Linked DNA regions of Gossypium hirsutum: all the other regions are linked to region 1. A link is a contact called in public Hi-C data. All regions are on one chromosome and are shown on one strand. Each heading gives the region's core, a stretch centred on a gene start, on an enhancer-like site or on the middle of the called end of the contact. The rest is flanking DNA. Distances are from core to core; before and after follow the strand shown.

What was found. A called contact is a pair of places that touch in the nucleus more often than the background predicts.
Region 2: a contact with region 1 is called in a Hi-C map of leaf, with 1.8 times the contacts expected there. The contact joins the promoter of LOC121228098 here to the promoter of LOC107898988 in region 1. A contact is called at or near these places in 2 of 34 Hi-C or Micro-C datasets (both in leaf).
Region 3: a Hi-C map of leaf shows a contact between it and region 1, with 1.6 times the contacts expected there. The contact joins the promoter of LOC107898977 here to the promoter of LOC107898988 in region 1. A contact is called at or near these places in 2 of 34 Hi-C or Micro-C datasets (callus and leaf).

Annotation. Positions count from the first base shown.
Region 1 is chrA04:80,983,622-80,987,504 of Gossypium_hirsutum_v2.1, reverse strand. LOC107898988 reads right to left here and starts at 2,427. Exons shown (of 2, transcript XM_016824577.2): 1 at 2,187-2,427. The coding sequence starts at 2,324.
Region 2 is chrA04:81,345,653-81,350,014 of Gossypium_hirsutum_v2.1, reverse strand. LOC121228098 (protein DMP7) reads right to left here and starts at 2,839. Exons shown (of 1, transcript XM_041111239.1): 1 at 2,171-2,839. The coding sequence starts at 2,839. The coding sequence ends at 2,171.
Region 3 is chrA04:81,403,693-81,407,837 of Gossypium_hirsutum_v2.1, reverse strand. It overlaps LOC107898977 (transcription activator GLK1), which reads right to left and starts at 2,791. Exons shown (of 6, transcript XM_016824557.2): 1 at 1,898-2,791; 2 at 1,447-1,590; 3 at 859-1,203; 4 at 715-771; 5 at 469-561; 6 at 3-394. The coding sequence starts at 2,377. The coding sequence ends at 245.

The sequences.
Region 1 (3,883 bases), core at 1,178-3,677:
ATTAGGCAAAAGAGGAAACAATTATAGTAATTTTAACATTCGAGTTTTGCAGCACATAGATGTGTGAAAGCCAAAGGAATCACGATTCAATTCTCATAAGCCCCTTGCAACAGAAGTTATCTGACTGTTACTGAATGTAATGCAAACAGCAAAATAGAATATCACAACCTGATTTCTTTCTTAAATATGGTTATAAATGGCCTTTCAGTTGGAGGTCTGGACCTCAATGATGTCAAGGCACATGCCTAGTGCCTTGGCGTTAGACAACAAAAACACCTCACACCCTTTCCGGCAAGGGCATTTGATCAAGTGCATGCCTGGTGTACCTAGGCACTCTTTTTAGTATGGCAATAAGCAAAAGAAAAGCCCGCCTGATTATTTTATTTTTTACTTTTTTAAATAAACCTTTACTAGTAAAAAAGAAGATAGTATCAAAACCCCTACCTCTCGATATGTGAGAATTCAACAATATCAGAACAGTAAGAAATCAAGCATATTGGCCAACTAAAAAATTGCATGTTTTGTAAATAAACTTGACCACTCTTTAGAATTTATAATCATAACTATATATATATTTGATCATAACTAGGGTATCCACCGCTGGCACCAACAGTGACTAATCCCCTTGCTACAGGTGCACTCCAAAGCGGTAAACGGTTGGTCATGAAATGTGCTCCATTCTCATGAGGGGGGATCGAACCCCCGCCCACATGGTTAAGGGATGAGGTGGGCAAATCATAACTATATATAAGCTTATTTTATTTATACACAAATATTGCAATATATATGACTATATATTTAAGCTTACTTTATGCATACAAATATGTATTCATAAATATATGTGTATATATTTAAATATGACTTCAATCAGGCAAGCGCTTCATTTTGTGCCTAAGGCAATATAAGAGATCTAAAGCCTAGAGAGCCCCATCCACCCTTTGACAAAACTGACCTCGTGGCAAGAAAAACTGGTATATAGGCAGGCTAAGTTCCACCAGTGGCAATGCTAAATAAAAGAAATGTTAGGTTTCTTTCATATAATGGTTTAAGTCATAACTCTATTTCACAAATAGCAAACATGAAATAGGGATTTGAATCCATCATCCATAGGCCACTACAAAAGTGGTCAATTACTAAAATAATGTTTTTCTCAGAATATTACATGGTTGTAATTAAATAATTTCCCTTTAGCAGACGATAAAAACTCAAGGAGTCTTTAGATCCAAGCAAATGAAAGGCCGAAAGACAATATATGATGATTCTCTTATCCAAGTGCCACCATGACTATAAAATCATGGTAAGTAGACAACCTAATGTGAGAAATTTAAACTACAACTTGACCAAGTAGAATGACAGCAGTCAATTGGCCAACCAAGTCATTAGATAGAAAGTAAAAATGTCCAGGTCGCCTGAATCCTGTACTATCCCCTCTTCAGACTCAAGATTAAACTAACCCTTTCTGTGTGCTCAGCTCTGTTAACTGGACTCTTAATTTTCTTTAAAGTATCCGTATCATACAATTGTATCTGGCACATATTTGGACATTGATATGATGGTATGATCTTCCAAACACAGAAAAATATTTGAAGTTGCACATACCCGCATCTAACACCGACCCAGAATCCAGATAACATATTGCATAGTTCTAAACCACTGAACTCGAGTTCACTGATTATACACAATCTAATGCGAGGCTACCACTAAAACCCCTTTAAAAACAGCACATACGGAACTTCAGCAGACACATGCCAGTGGCCATAAAATGGAAGAACCGTTTTGTAAGAGCTACAGGAAAGGGACACACACACACACGCAAAGCAAAGAGGAAAACATTTATCATGAATAGTAAATAATCCTAAGATGAAATCTAAACTAACAGGACATTATACCAAATGAAGTTGAAGTCTATAAGCTATCTTGAGCATGTATGGTTGACTGTGCTATTAATTGTGGGTACGAAATTTGCAACTAATCTCTAAATGTAATAAACTATCAAATGTTAACTTGAACTTGTTCACAACCTTCTTCCACAGTTCATATTTTCCCTATAATTCTAACTACTTCCCAAAACCTAAGTGAAACAATTGAGAGCATAAAGCATGAAGCCGCAAGACAAAAACCCCAGAAGAAGAAAGGTTGGGGCATTAAAAAAAAAAGAAAAAAAAAGGAGAGAAGGATATAAGGACCTGCCAAACGCGATGGAGACGCTTCTTGGCGTTGGCTTTGCGGGTGGAAGTGAGCTTAATTCTCTTCCAAACGAGACCACCAGAGTCGTGCTTCTTCACTATCTCCATCACTCTTGTTCCCCAAAACGCTCCTGCCATCTCTCTCGCCGGTCGCTGCTCCTCTTGCTCTCTTCCTCACTTCTTACCCTATTTTCCAAACTGGGCCTAAAACCCCTGTAAACCCCACCCCTGCTAACACCCACAAAAAATAATGAGCCCAATTTTAAGAAACAAGATTTGGGATAATTCCGTTTTTGGCTCTTATAATTTAACAAATCTTTTAATGTGCCACTTCTATTTTGAAAATATCCATTTTGGCACTTCAACTCTATTTCCATCTATCATTATCTCTAGTGTTAAATTTTGAAATGGTGAACCAATTGTAGTATATAATTTGTCACAATTTCTCAAATTATTTTTTATTAAGATATTAAATAAATTATACTAAAAATATTTTTCAAAAAAAAAATCTTTTGAAATCTTAAATTCCTTCTTACTGAAGTATTTGTTTCAAATTTAAGGAGGATAATGAGGATGAGAGTTGCTATTCCTAATAATTATTAGGGTAAACAATAAATTTAATAGTTTAAATTACATTTTATCATCAAATTTTAAAAATTATAATATAATCATTAATGTTATTTATTATATTTTAATTATTAAATCATTAATTGCCATTAATAGTTTAATGACAAGTTAACATGGCATATGTTATATAAATTTGTTTATGGGCGGGGCCACCCAGCTCGCTCGAAAAGTAGAAGGGTTTGAGTAAAAATATAGGCCTGAAAAATGGGCTTGTGTAAAAAATCATGCTTGTTTAGAAAACGGGTTGGGCCTCATATAAGGCTTTTTTAGCTCGATCCTAGCCCGGCCCCAATATACAAAAAAAATTACTACTTTTTTTTATGTTCTTGTTGTTTTTGTAATTACGTTTTTTGCTATTTTTTTTACTATTTTGCTACCATTTCACTGCTATGTTGCTACTATTTTGTTGTTATTGTTTGTATATTGTATAACTTTTGTTTTATTATTATTTTTGTTACTATTTTAGAGGTATTTGCTTATTAAGTTGCACATATCTTAGTGTTATTTAAATGTACATATTGATTTTTAATTTATTTTCAATTTTTCGAGAAACATTTATTTTAATATTTTTAGTATTTTTGATGTATTATGTTTTTTAAAAATTATATAAAAAATAATATAAAAATAATACGGCTGGGCCTGGCTCAAGTTTCAACATTTTTATTCGGGCCAAGCATGGGCAAATTTTAGGCCCATTTATAGGTTGGGCCTAGCAAATGGGCCCAATTTTTTCATTGGACCCGGCCCAAGCCATGGACACCTCTAATGTTATATCACATTTCAAATAATATTTTTAGGCCAAATTCCATAACTAATCCCTATACTTTTTTTCTTTTTGAAAAATTTAATTATTTTTCTTTTATTTTCCTTTAACTTCCCCTTTTATTTTCTTTATTTTCCCTTCTCTTCCTCTCCCTTTCTTCATTCTTTCTTCTATTTGAGTTTTTTACTATATGGAAAAAATTTAAATAATGAAATTCATAATTTAAATAAAATTTTGGAGGTTTAAATTCTGTCTTGATTAGAGTTGATATTTTAAAAAATTAAATAGTAAATGTAACGTCCCCCTA
Region 2 (4,362 bases), core at 1,590-4,089, 360 kb before region 1:
TCTAATTTAATTATAATTTAAAAAAATTTAAAGAAATATATAAAGATTTAAAAAATGTTGAAAAAAATAATAATATATAAAAATACATAAATATTTTAAAAACATAGTAATGACTTTAAAATTTATATTAATATTAATATTAAAAAAAAACCCTCCCACACCTCATACGTCTCCCTCTCTGCCTTCACCACCCCATCAGGAATACCTTGGGATTTTAAGATCTCGAGATCTCGGGTTCAGAGTAGGATTTATAGATGTAAAGGGTTTTGGACATAACATTATGTTATCTTTTTTCTTAAGAACTGAAACAAAAGAATTTAAGTTCTCACTTCACTTGAAAAGACAAGATGGTGGTTTGTATTTTCATAACAGAGAGGAAAAGAATCATCATGCCTTCAGGATGACGGTGGTGGTGGTGAACCGGATGGGGAAGTTTTTTTTATTTATTTAATATTAACTTAGTTATTTTTATTTAATATTAATATTAATATAAAATTTAAATTTATTATTATATTTTTAAAATTTTATGTATTATTGTTTTTTGTCAACAATACTTTTTTATTTTTATATATTTCTTTAAATTTTTTAGAATTAAGACCAAATTGAGAATATTTATAAATTTTAAAGGTTAAAATTTTAAAATTATGACTAAATTGATATAATATATAAAAATAGAGGGCTAACATAGTTATTTACTGATTTTTTTAACTGCATGTTAGTTTGCCTTTTATGATTTTAACCGATGTGACCAAAATAACCTAACTATATAACATAGATGCTTAAATTGCAAACCTTCTATTTTAGGTGCCTAAAAAGAAATATTTTAATAGTTGAGTGATTATTTTTATAGTTTACCCTAAAATTATTTTTAGATCAAATTACCCTTTTTTCTTATTTATTTATATTATTTTTATAGAAAGTATTTTCATTATTTTTATACAATATTTTTTCACCACAAAATCATCAAATTTATTTGAACTTAAATTCATTTCAAATACTATCAAATTAAAATTTAATAATATTCTAATTCAAATGCATACGAAATATTCAAATTTTATTCACAATTTAATCATATATTAATGAGATAAATTGATTTATATTAAAATAATTAAATTAATATTATTCAAAGATAAATAGAATAATTGCTTATTTGTTAATAATAAATTATTTTTCTTAATAATAAATATCACCGAAAAATATTCAAATTAGTTAAAAGAATTATATTTTATTTAAAAGAACAATTTCAAAATTTATGATTACATTCTTAGTAAAGTGCATAATTTTTTTAAGATTTTAATTAGTACTTTTCTTATATAAAAAACATTGTAATGTTACATTTATAGTAATCAAGAAATCTTATCCGACCTAACTGTTGAGGTTGGAAGGGAGAATGGAAATTATGGGGCGGCAATAAAGGCAATTATTATTGATGGAAAGTGTCCCATTCTTGCTTGATTCCTCCTACCAGAATACTGACTCTAGAAATGAGAATCCTGATGTGAGCAGCAAAGGCAATAAAGGACATTGGAGATAGACATGACTCAACTACTATGTGCTTAAATGGCTTTATTTGGGCTAAATCATGGACATTTAATTGAGGCTTACGATGAGTGAAGGGCTAGAACATTGGATTGGCCTTTGCCATGTAATTGGGCCGAATTTAGGGTCTTAAAATTTTGTTCTATTCATGTCCATTATGTAACATCAATTTAAAATAATATGTGCCAATCATGATTCATTAATTGATAGTTAGGTAGTTTAATTGAGTCAGGATTGCTGATTTTTTAACATTTCATCTTATAAAAATTTTTATTTATCAAGATAATAAGGTTGATTTTGTTTTCTTACATCCTTCACAATTTTCTTTAAATTTAAGTAGCATTTGATAATAATAATAAAAATAATAAGTTAAAGATTTTAAAATTCAATTTAATTTTAACTGGATTTTGACTCGAATATAAATGCACGACATATAAGCTATTGAATCTTATTCGGATTGGGATTCACAAATTTAATTTTTAAATAGTCGATTTGACAATGAATTTACTAGGCTCAACATAGACTTGGACGGTATGTTGATTATACGTTTGGAAACATTAAAAGATTACTTTCATTTTTGTGAAAATAAAAGATTTCTCATGTGCATTCTAGATTAAATTGGGAAGATGGACTAATTTTTGGAGAGAGGGCAGCCAATTCCATGGCGTTTGCTAGGGAATGAAACAAACAAAAGGCAGCCTATGGCTCCAATACTTGCAGGCAATAACATCAGCAGCAGCTCATTGCTGTCCCCTGATGGCTTCAGACCAAAGCAGTTGACAACATTTTGATCGAACAGAACAAGCGCCATAAAAATCATTATGGATACCAAAGCATGGAAAAAATCAATCAACTTGACCTTATACTTGTTTTCCTCCTTTATTGGCAGTTCAACAGGGCCATCCATTACCCATAACCCTCTAAACGTAGCCACCCCGTACCGGACCTTGCCTCTTTCATCTCGAACACTATCCGTGAAAGAAAGGAAGAAACACAAGCTGGCACAAAACGCCACAAGGCCTAGCATCAAGTTTTGGCAAACCTGGGTTTTGCATTGGCCTTGGTTCGTTAAAACTGGGGACAGTATTTGGAAAGTAAGGGCTGAGCCTGTAGGCAGAAGCTTGGACAAAACGGCGGTGCCTTTGAAGGTTTTTCTCACGATTTTTTGTTTCTTGGTCTTTGGTTGCTTTACTATTGCAGTTAATAAAGGAAATTCCGAAGTGGTTCGTGACTCTTCTTGGGCCGTCTTTTCCACATTCTTCAGGAGGGGTTGCCTGTGTTCTACAGCTTTCGTGTCCATCACACAGATTTTCTTGTTCTTTTCTTAAAGCTTTCTTTGAAAAGAAAAGTTGTATGAGATGAATGGGTTATTGGCAGGGAAAGAAATAAGCATTTGTAGGGAAATGAAAACCGACGTGAAACTAAGTGCATGGAAGCTCTTAACAAAAGATGAGTAAATTTGGTGTGGATTTATTGTTATAAGAGAGAGGAGGTTACGACTTACAAACCATAATTGATAATTAAAAGATGCTCAGTTTCACAAATTTGGCTCCCATCCTGTTTCATCCCCCTTTTTTTTGTTTTATTATTATTATTATTATTTTATTTTAATTGTATTGTACTGTGTTGTTGGCAAAAAAAACAAAAATTTATCACAAAAATTAAAATTAAAGTTCTCATCTCACATTTCCTATAGATTTAAAATCTCTGTATAACTTTTTTTTAAAATGTATGGTATGGGTTTTTATTTTATTTTATATTTTATTTTTAAAGTTTATGGTTGTTGCTCCTAATAGTACTGTTTGAACTTATATTTTCCTTTAAAAATATAATATATTTTACTATTAAACTCAAATTTTATATTTTCCTAATATCTTTTCGAAAAAAAATTCTTGTTCTATATTATGTTCTTCTTTTTATTTTTTATTTTATTTTTTAAAAAGAAAAAATAGATACAGACAAAGAAAAAAAATCAAGCAAATCACCTTTAAGGTTTTTTATTACTCTGATGTGTGTTCGTAAAAAAATACAAGTAGGAAATGTGGCCTTTTTTATAGCCAAAATACAAACTGTCCATTACAAATATTTTGTTTTTTTTCTTCGTTGTCTTCTTTGCTTTGCGTGTTTGTTGCGTTCTGCTTCTTCTTTACAAGTGACCGCGGAGTGGCTGATGGCGGCAGTGGCGAAGGCATGCGCAGAGGGGCATCAACGTGGCATGCGGCTAGGGTTTCAGTTTTTTACTGAAACTAAGTTTAGTTTTTGGGCCATTTGGGCCACTAGGGTTTTCTTGCATTTGGGTTGTAATTGCGTAGTATTTTTGGGCTTGATATGTAATTAGACTGGGACTTTATTTATTTTGGTTTAAATCTTGTTTCATTTCTATAATTGGGGCTCGGGCCAAAATTGGCCTATTACAGCTGCTTCTCTTTACTCATTGTCATATAACGAGAATGGAGCAAAGACTTTAAAAAGGGTCAATTTTGCCTGGTCTTGTCGAATCTTGACTTCTTTGGTGCTTCTCTTCTTTAAGTAGCTTCTCTTTTTTAAGTAGCATCATTCCATCCCACAGCATCTTCAGGGGTATAGGAATTAGTACTTCAATTTACTCCACTGTTACTTCAAGGAGATTAGACTCGCATCTACAATTTGCTCCACTGCAACTTCAGGGGGATAAGATTTGTAACTCGTAGCTTTAATCTATTCCACTGCAACTTCAGGGGAATAAGATTCGCATCTTCAATCTGCTCCACTACAACTTGAGGGAGATAAGATTTGAGGCTTCAATCTGCTCCACTGCAACTTCAAGGAGATAAGATTCTGCAT
Region 3 (4,145 bases), core at 1,542-4,041, 420 kb before region 1:
CCTTGTATAATTTTGGGATTTAGATTGATTTTGCCATATATAAGTCACCTAATACAATAAAATGTTAACCGTAAAACCATTACAAAAATTGGCTTTACTAACACACACAGGATCGGCAAGATTGATAAACAAATTTGTCCAACACGAAGCAAGGTTTTACAGAAAAAGGAAAAGGAAATTAGATTTCCACATGAAGCTAAGGCCAGGAAATGTCGTCGAATTAAGGGTTTTTCCGCATGGAGGATCAAGCACAGGAGGGTGGTATCTTGGGCACTCCTTGACGTTGCAACTCTCCTAATACGCTATCTGTAGATGGCGGCTTTAGTCCAAGAGGAAGTGGCAGCCATGGCTTTGACAAAACGTCTCCTATAGCTGCATCTATGCTCTCTTTCGACTGTATAATTCACAAATTATTGTAAAAACCTTTTATACGAAAAGATAGTTGAAAGCAATGTGGAAACATCTTACCGGATGGAAGTCAATGAGAGGGTGGGGTCCTGATTGTCCGCCAGTACCGTGGTGGTGGGGAGGAATGCCCGGGACCGGTGCTGCACGGAATCTCTGCAAGGAAACCACCAAATCCACTTAGTCTTAAAAGCTTCATCAATCTATAGTTGCAGATGCCAAAACATAATACTACTAGGTAGCAAGTATGAATCTCACAGTTGAGATACAAACAGGTAAGATGCTGCCAAAACTGGAGTGATTGTTTATCGTTGGTGCTATTGGTTGTGGAAAGCAAGGTGTTCCTGGGGTTAGTCCATTTGATACCTATACAATGAGATAAAATAAAATAAAATAACAATTAAAATCGACACTTTTAATTAGGTGGATGGGAAAATGGTGATTAGAGCTTACACGTTGGTGGTGGTGATGCCAAAACGAGGGGTTAGCTGGTGGAGGTCCCCATGTAGACTGTGGTCGCTGCGGTGGTTGGGATGTTGTGTGAGCTGGATGTTTAGGCCATAAGTGCACGAGGGATTGATCCATGGTGGGATGACCCCATACATGCAAAGGCCTAAAGTGGTGGTGGTGCATGGGTGACATCGGCGGGAAACCCATAGTAGGTGCAAGCCAAGGATTTATATCTCTCTTGCCTCCACCAGCGGAGGTGGCAGCACCACCGTACATTTGTCTCCTTTGGGTCCAATTTGCGGCCTCCGCCTCACGGGCTAGCAAATGCTTCCGATGAGATCTATATTTCTGCACAACATGACATAAAAAGGTTTTACATAAAATAAATAATTCATTGAAATACTACTTTCTTTTTCTGAAACTTTTTATCAATCCTATGCATATCTCGAAACAGATTCTGCAGAAAAATTCCTACCTTCACAAGGAAAGAAACAAACTACAATACTATATATCGAGAGATTCAATAGGTACTAAAGGCATGAAATATGAATAAGTAGGAAAAAAATAAAGAATATTTGGAAGTGAAAGTACTTGAAGATGACTGGCAATGTTATGGCGAGTGAGACAATCGATTCCCATAAGCTCTAAAATTCTTGAAGGCACCGCCTTATCCACCCCGAGCTGCTCCACTGCTTGAACGAACCTCCTGTGCAACTCTGGCGTCCAATCCACCTTCTTCACATAATTCAACACATCATTAAACTAATCAAAACATACTTTATCCTATCCAGATCTCTGAAGAAAAAAAACAACTAATGTAAATAGCTTTTCAGAGGGCCTCTCTCACTCTTCTCTTGTTTACAATTCACATACTTCCATGATTCTCGTGACATCTTCACCTTCCCTGGAACCATGTTCTGGTCCATACTTGTGAAAGCGAGAGACCAGTTTCTAGGTTCAATCTTAAGACAATTAAAACCTAATTACTCGAGTATGCTTATGCTAGTACTACTTTCAAGTACTTCTGGTAAATTTTCATTACCTTCGTTTTTCGCTTGCCTTGATTGTTATTCTTTGCTTGTGCTGCTGAAGATTTTCTTCCCTTAACAGCATATTTAGAAGGCGTTTTATTAACTGCATTAGGTTCCTCTCTTTTGCTGAGAATCTCCTCGCCTTTGCTTGAGCTCGAACCTGACCCCGAACCCGAAATTTTATCTTCTTCTTCCTCCTCCTCTTTCCTTTGGCTACTATCCTCGTCAGTTTTTTCTACTGAAGTGTTCATTGATTCCTCAACATCACATCTACTGGTGGGTAAATCTGCAAGAATTTCAGGGTCCATCTCCAAATCCGGCAACATATCGCCTTCATCGATGCCGATGATAAGATCATCGAAATCAATACTCTCAAGTAAATTTCCCTCGGCGAAGTCTGGGAACTCTTCAGAGCTAATAATACTGAAACTCTCCATCTTTCCTTTGTTCTCGTCATTCCTTGCGTTCCTCAAAGGTGACACAGCTAGCATTAATACAGTTCACTCTTTTTTTCTCCTCCCCCTCAAAGATGAAGAAAAGAAAAAGAGACTTAAATCCAAAAGTTACGTTGATATCCTTTATGCAGATATATAGTATAGCATGGAAACTGATACAGGCTAAGGCGACAATGGATACGCTTAATGAAATTGGTGGGGTTTTGTAGTTGCTGCTTGTTTACACAGAAAATCTGAAAATGGAGTGTGGAAAAGATTGGATCTACACCACAACTTGGGTTGAGATCTCTGGGGTTTTTTTTGTTTGTTTTTACGTTTTTGTTTCGTATGTATATGCACTAGTTGGAAGGCAATTAATTTCGGCTTTCCTATTTTAAAAATAAAAAAGGCTGAAATTCTTTAAATTTGTGGATGGCCTTTTTTAAGAAATTTGTGAAGTTTTTGCAGAAACTGAATCTCGTGCTGGTGAGCTGTTATTTAAAATCATTTATGTTGTATAAGAAAAAAGTTTACTTCAAGAAAGAGCGAGAGAAAAGGGGGAGAAATTGATGTCACAGTGGAAATGGATTGAGATATGCATGAAAAGAAAGTGATGGATGGGTTTGATGACATTTTCATTTCTTCAAACATTATAAATTTTGTTAAGAATTTAAAAATTTTAATCCTGTTCTAAAAAATAGTAAAAAATTTATTAGGTTAAATTTAATTTTCAATCATGTATTATATGTATTATTGTAGATTTAGTATATATATTCTTCAATTAGATCTTTTTAACTTTGGGTACTTCTCAAATTTTGAAATTCTTGTCTTCATGCAAAATGATAATAGTTAATTTATTTACTGAATTTTTAGTGATAAATATGTGAAAAAATAAACTGATATGACGTTACACATTTGATAACATATTTGTCACATTATATTTTGGAAATAACAAAATTAAATGAATTTAATAGTTATTATTTAATGATGACTAAAATTTTAAAATTTAAAAAATATAAAAACTAAAAATGCCAAATTATAGTGATTGAACTTTGCACCGTTACTCGTTTTGATACCTAAAAGCTAACTGTATGTTTTAAAAAATTTGACCGATCAAATTGAGCCGAGTCATGATAACATGGTAGATTGATTGATAATATGACACATTCATCAAGTTAATCAATGTTGACCAACTCTTGACTAATGTTGGCCGGCATTGACTAGTTAAAAAAATCATTAAAAGTTATTTTAAAAGAAGTGTAAAATATTATTTAAAAATGAAAAAGAACTTCTAAAATTATAAAAAAATTAGTTAAAATGTTTTAAATTTAATTTAAAAATATAAAATTATTAAAAATTTGTTAAAAATAAAAGCATTGTAACTTTTTTTAAAATGTATAAAATTGTGAAAACCATAAAAAAAAAGTAAAAAATGGTTAAAATTTTCAGAGAGTTAAAATTCTGAAAATCATAAAAATTTTAAAAAACTGTAAAAATTATAATACTGTTTAAAATTGATCTTAGAACAATCTCCTAGTATTTAAATCCAATGGATGTTTTCTAATTCAAAGTTTTTATAAATTTTTATAAATTTTTTTATTTTTACATTTTTATAAATCTTTTGATGAATTTCAAAAAGTTTTAATATTTTTATTACTTTTTACATTTTAAAAAATTGCAATGTTTATAATATTTAGCAAACGTTTAAGAATTTTTACAAATTTTTCAATATTTTAAATTGTTTTTATATATTTTTATTAGATTTTAAAATTTTTTTAAATATTTTTTTACTAGTTTTATAATTTTGAATAATTTTTTCAAGTTT